2 separate regions of the Sus scrofa genome follow, and region 1 is linked to region 2. A link is a contact called in public Hi-C data. All regions are on one chromosome and are shown on one strand. Each heading gives the region's core, a stretch centred on a gene start, on an enhancer-like site or on the middle of the called end of the contact. The rest is flanking DNA. Distances are from core to core; before and after follow the strand shown. Region 1 overlaps IQGAP1 (ras GTPase-activating-like protein IQGAP1). Region 2 holds the start of ZNF774 (zinc finger protein 774).

Region 1 (2,700 bases), core at 94-2,593, 110 kb before region 2:
CTTTATAACTTCATCTTTATGGGAGCGCAGGTAGGCTAAGCGATCTTGGTACGCCTTCTTCTGCTTGTATCCTCTCCACTGCGACTGAAACCATCAAATATTACAGTCGACACATTATTTCTTAAGGGTCAGAGGTAGTTAAATAATCTCGACTCGAAATGTTATCCAAGAGCAGCTTTAAAAAGGACTGTGTCCACCAGGGTTGGGGAGGGAGGGTGGACTGTTCTTCCCCCAGGAGAGGACGCTGGCTAACTTCTACCTCCCTGCTGTGAGCACAAAGTGTGTCCACATGGACTTTGTTACTGGCTCCTCACAACAAATCAGGTGAGGAAGAGAAGATAAAATATAGGTATCCCTTTCATAGAGGAGGAAACCAACTTAGGGAAGAGGCCCACCACTACCTGGCAGCGGTAGAGCCCTAACTCCTGGCTCAGAATTCTCTCTGTGACATCGTGCTACCGTGTCATTGAAGCAAAATCACAGTTGCTTCTCCCAGTGTTCAAATCTGATACAAAGGAACAGCTTTAGAAGACAATGAAGTGCCCAAGAAAAATTGCCACTGAGCTGGATGGCTCACCGCTAAACACCACTAAGCACACGGTGATTACAATGGTTAACAGAGGAAGTGGTTTCAGAAGAAGGGAGAGACTAAGAGGTCAGAAGGCAAAAAATACACTCGGACATCTGATCCGAGGAGCCGACTGTTTATTATCCTGCTCTAGAAGCCAAAGTGCTGTCGGCATAAGAGGCTCTGAAATACCTGAATGCAAGTGATGGCAGGGATTTGTTTTTTCAGGAAATTCATCCTGGATCGGAATTCCTGTCGAACCAGGTATCCCCGGCAGCAAGCCTGCAGCCTGGTGATCAAGCCTTCGTTGGCCAGCCAGAGCTGTTCCCGGTTATACGCAGCAGTCACCCCAGAGATGGAACTCTGAAAAACCATCGGTCACGTGAGAAGACATGCAAAGATGAGAATGGACAGGAGTTTTAACACAGTATCATCCAGAGTGCACAAACTCACACTCACTGCTTTCCAAGTCTATAGCAGATCTTTAGCCAAGAAACAGGAATGAAGACTTCAGGTCTTATTTTTCAAGGCCAAGGTGTCTTCACACCCCCAAAAAAGTCATCAACAAAAAACTTATCTTCTTTTACCTCATTGGTTATTTTCTTCATTTACTCATCCACTCAACACTGACTGAGCCAGAACTGTGCTTGCTGATCTGGAGCCATTACTGACAAGAAGACAGCATGACAGGTGCCAACCACAAGGCCAGAGCCCCAACCACCACAGAGGAGAGCCCTGCAGGGGAGTGGTCAGACTTCTTGAGAAGTAACCTACAGTGTTTGGACTGTTACTACAAGTACTGGGAACCAGCAAACTTCCAAACAGGAATAAAACTATCAGATTTACTTTGAGAAAAGCAGCACTGTTAGCAGAGTAACTGACAGATTAGCATGAGTGGGTGAATCAGAACGATGTTGTCGTAATCCAAGTGAGAGACCACCTGGGCTTGAGTAAGGGCAGGAGCAGTGAGAATGGCTGGTGAGAACACCTAGTTACCCACCTAATGTAATGTCCCTGATCCCCCTTGTCCTTGGTATCAGAGCATTGATTTTTCCTTCTGGGCAAGAACATGTGCAGTTAAGACTCTCTGAGCTGGGGAGGGCTCGTGTGATGCAAGCAGAAGCAGCTTGGTAAGACCTTTAGGAACATTCTTTGAGAGAGACCGACAGCTGGCATCATGCCTGTTTTGTTTTCTTTCCCTTCTTCCTACTTCCTGCCTGCTGTCCTTCTGGATGATAACGTGACTTTGAGAATGGAAGCCATGGAGTTCTTGTTGTGGTGCAGCAGAAACAAATCTGACTAGGAACATTGAGGACACATGTGGTGTAGGTCGAAGACGCGACTCGGATCTGGGGTTGCTGTGGCTATGGTGTAGGCTGGCAGCTGTAGCTCCAGTTTGACCCCTAGCCTGGGAACTTCCATATGCTGTGTTTGCAGTCCTAAAAAGACAAAAAAAAAAGCTATTTTTTGGGGGGGGTCTTTTTGCCATTTCTTGGGCCACTCTCGTGGCATATGGTGGTTCCCAGGCTAGGGGTCTAATTGGAGCTACAGCTGCCAGCCTACACCAGAGCCACAGCAATCCGGGATCCGAGCCGTGTCTGTGACCTACACCATAGCTCACGGCAACGCCAGATCCTTAACCCACTGAGCAAGGCCAGGGACTGAACCAGCAACTTCATGGTTCCTAGTCGGATTCGTTAACCACTGAGCCACAACAGGAACTCCAAAAAAAACTATTTTTATGTGAAAGTGTAGGTTATATTCTTTTGGTTTTGCTTTTTTTTTCTTTTTATGGCTGCATCTGCAGTGTATGGAAGTGCCCAGGCTAGGGGTCAAATCAGAGCTGTAGCTTCAGGCCTAGCCACAGCCACAGCCACACCAGCTCCGAGCCACATCTATGACCGACCCCACAGCTTGTAGCAATGGGATTCTTAACCCACTGAGCAAGGCCAGGGATCAAACCTCATCCTCACGGAGACCAGGTAGGGTTTTCAACCTGATGAGCCACAATAGGAACTCTGCAAGTTATATTCTAATACAGCAAAGTTTGGAATTTGTGAAATATTCAGAAAAGAGATTAAAATTATAAATTGGGAAAGACTGAGTAGTTGCATTTAATGAGGAATCAGAAC
Region 2 (2,700 bases), core at 153-2,652:
TCAACCTCAGGGAACAGACTATGCAGAAGCTCAAAGGGAATTGCCCTAGGTACCACTCTATTTCAAGGTTTAATGCAGTCAGAAATGGAACTTAAAAGGACATGTATTTAAAATGAAAAAAACAATATGGACAAGCTGTAAAATTAAGTGAAATTCAATGAGGATAAGGACAAAACAAAATACTTGGGGGCTAAAAACAACCATTAACACACTAATAAAATGATCATAAGTATTATGAAAAAATTATTTGGGGGGAGATGGTCAGGTTACTGGACAAATCAGTAATTTATTGAGTAGCTAATATGTTGTAAGATTAGGGGTGACAAAGACATGTGATAATACTTGTTTGTTTTCCCACTTAAAAAAGAGTTTCCAATAGAAACAAATACAAGTCATCCAGCTGAACCTGCTACAAAGAATTCTGCATTTCAGTGGAGGATGGACCAGAATGGTATGAAGAAGTTTCACATCTTTGTCTCACCAAAGAACCTGGCTACTACTCGGGTACACACAAAACCACTTTTCATGGAAACATTTATGCATTTATTATTGGTCACTTATCAAGTACTGGATTTTTAACAACCTAAAAACCTTAGGTAATACCTTTCATCTCTCTGGCTTAAAACCTTAACAAATTAAAATAAAGTCATTAGGAAGTGAAAACTGTTATGAGTTTTGAAATTTTATTTCTATATCCATTATAAAACCCAACAGAAGGGCCCACCTGCAGGAGACAGCAGGATTGAGCGGGTGAGAGTTCTTAGCCAGAGCTAGAGAAACCCGATTTCCCACCCAGTCTCTTGCCCCTGCCCCCTTTTGAGAGTGACCTCAAGGACCTAGAGCTCGGAGGTGCGGTGACTAAGTGCCATTGTGAGAAGCACCAGTTTGTTCACTGGGTTTATTAATAGGAACATGACCACATGGGTAGGGCTGACACCCATTCTCCTCCCTCCGTGCTGCAGGCCCCAATCTGGGTGCAGCGGTCAGAGGGTCGCAAAACTAAGCTGAAACCAGGGGACCAGCCACAAGGAGCAAAAAATTAAGAGTATGAGCTCTCCAGATGCAGGCGGAGAAAACCGCGGCTACCTCTCCCCAGTCCTCAGCAAGACCCGCGGGCTCCGAAAGGCAACCGGGGGGATCCCGCAGGGGCGTTGGCGGGGCGGCGGGCAAGCCCTATCCACGTCCCTCAGCATCGCACGAGCGGCAGCCGCAGTGATCTCCTTCCCCGGCTCACTCACCACCCAGAGACCCAGCCGAGGATGGAGCACGAAGGGAGGGTCCTCCACCGCCAAGCCAAACTGGTCAGCAACGCCGTGGCGGTGCCGCCCAGAACCCGACCGGGACTCGTGACAGGGCTGTGGGGACACAGGTGGGACTCTGGGCTGGACAGCCAGCAGCCGGAAAACACCGCCCCTGTCCTTTTTCCATTGGCTTCTCGGTTTCTGGGACGAGAGGTATTCCTCGTCCATAGGCTGTTAGAGCTGTCAATCACAGCTGAGTCTTTTGGGAGACGTAGTCCCAAAGAACTGCGAGTACCGGGACGCCCAATTCCCTGCGGTGACAAGTGTTAACACCCAGTTCCCGAGCTGCCCGGCCGCTGGAACCGCCTCTTCAGAGCTAAGAAGGGGATCCAAAGACCGTACATCCAGAGAGGGATCTGAGATTCGAACCTCCGGGCCTCACCTGACTATCGCAGAGCAGCCTTGTACCAATTTCTGCATCGCCCGCGCTCTGGCACCTAGACCTTCCAGAGCGCGGAGCAGCTCGTCGATTCGGCCTTGCTGTGCAGCCTCCTCCGCCGGGTCCCTCTCTCCCCCTACCCCGCGGCGGCCATGGCCTGAATGGTGTCTGCCTCTTTACAAGTTCCAGGCCAACTCGGACTGGGCATAACAAACCCCATCAGGAACCGTTAGTGGAAAACAGACCATCAGCTTCCTTCTCTTAGCACAGTTGCCAGGCATATCCCCTTTCCATTGGTCAGTACACCTGTTAATGGCCAGAGGAGGCCAGCGAGAGTGTCAAGTATTCTAGGAAATGTGGTATTAGGTTCCAAACTGTGGAGACTCCTGGATCTCACCTGAGAGCCCGTATTCACTTTGAGGGGGTGGGGGATGTCTAGCCAATAATGGAAGACTTTCCTTACCATCAAAAAAATATGCCTGTCTACTCTGTTGATTTACTGCAATTTAAAAAAGGAAAGTATATTTTGTGATGGACTGTAAAAAGCTTAGAATTACCAGCCAATGGGCTAATGCGGAAGACTCTGATGCTAATTCAACCATTTCTTCAACAAACATGTATGGTGCATCTTCTAACGAATTTTCATCAGTAATGTTCTGTACTCAAGACTGTTCTGGCACTGTGGTTACCCACATGAATTCCACATGATTCTTGCTTTCATGACGTTCACAGTCCAACAGAGGAGATAATCTACAAAAGACTAAAATACGAAGTAATATTTTGTCTTTTCTCCTTTTGCTCATATAACCAGGGGCATCTTGGTTAGCATTTACTACATAATTTAGACATCTGCAAGATAACCACAACAGCAGTTTGGGGAATTCTGTCTCCTATAGACTAATATCTGGTTTTGCTTAGCAGGAAGAGCAAGGAACATCCAGAAAAGCTTGAGGTTTCCAGGCCTCATGTGACCAGAACATAGTTTAGCAGGCCCTAGGGAGTCAAAGGCATCTCAAGTCC

The links. Hi-C and Micro-C count contacts between places; a contact is called where the count stands out from the background.
Region 1: a contact with region 2 is called in a Hi-C map of omental adipose tissue, with 1.6 times the contacts expected there. The contact joins the enhancer-like site here to the promoter of ZNF774 in region 2. A contact is called at or near these places in 4 of 47 Hi-C or Micro-C datasets (brain, embryonic fibroblasts, mesenteric adipose tissue and 1 more) and 2 of 2 datasets of contacts at active chromatin or transcription factors (alveolar macrophages and skeletal muscle).

Annotation. Positions count from the first base shown.
Region 1 is chr7:53,097,859-53,100,558 of Sscrofa11.1, reverse strand. IQGAP1 (ras GTPase-activating-like protein IQGAP1) reads right to left here. Exons shown (of 38, transcript XM_021098910.1): 19 at 761-931; 20 at 1-84. Among named protein-coding and RNA genes, the nearest start is that of CRTC3, 47 kb to the left of the region's middle. Within about 2 kb of position 1,343, at least 2 of the 83 cell types and tissues checked have an H3K27ac peak or open chromatin away from gene starts, as enhancers often do. A contact at or near this core is called in omental adipose tissue, where this site is marked.
Region 2 is chr7:52,984,371-52,987,070 of Sscrofa11.1, reverse strand. It overlaps ZNF774 (zinc finger protein 774), which reads right to left and starts at 1,402. Exons shown (of 4, transcript XM_021098908.1): 1 at 1,239-1,402.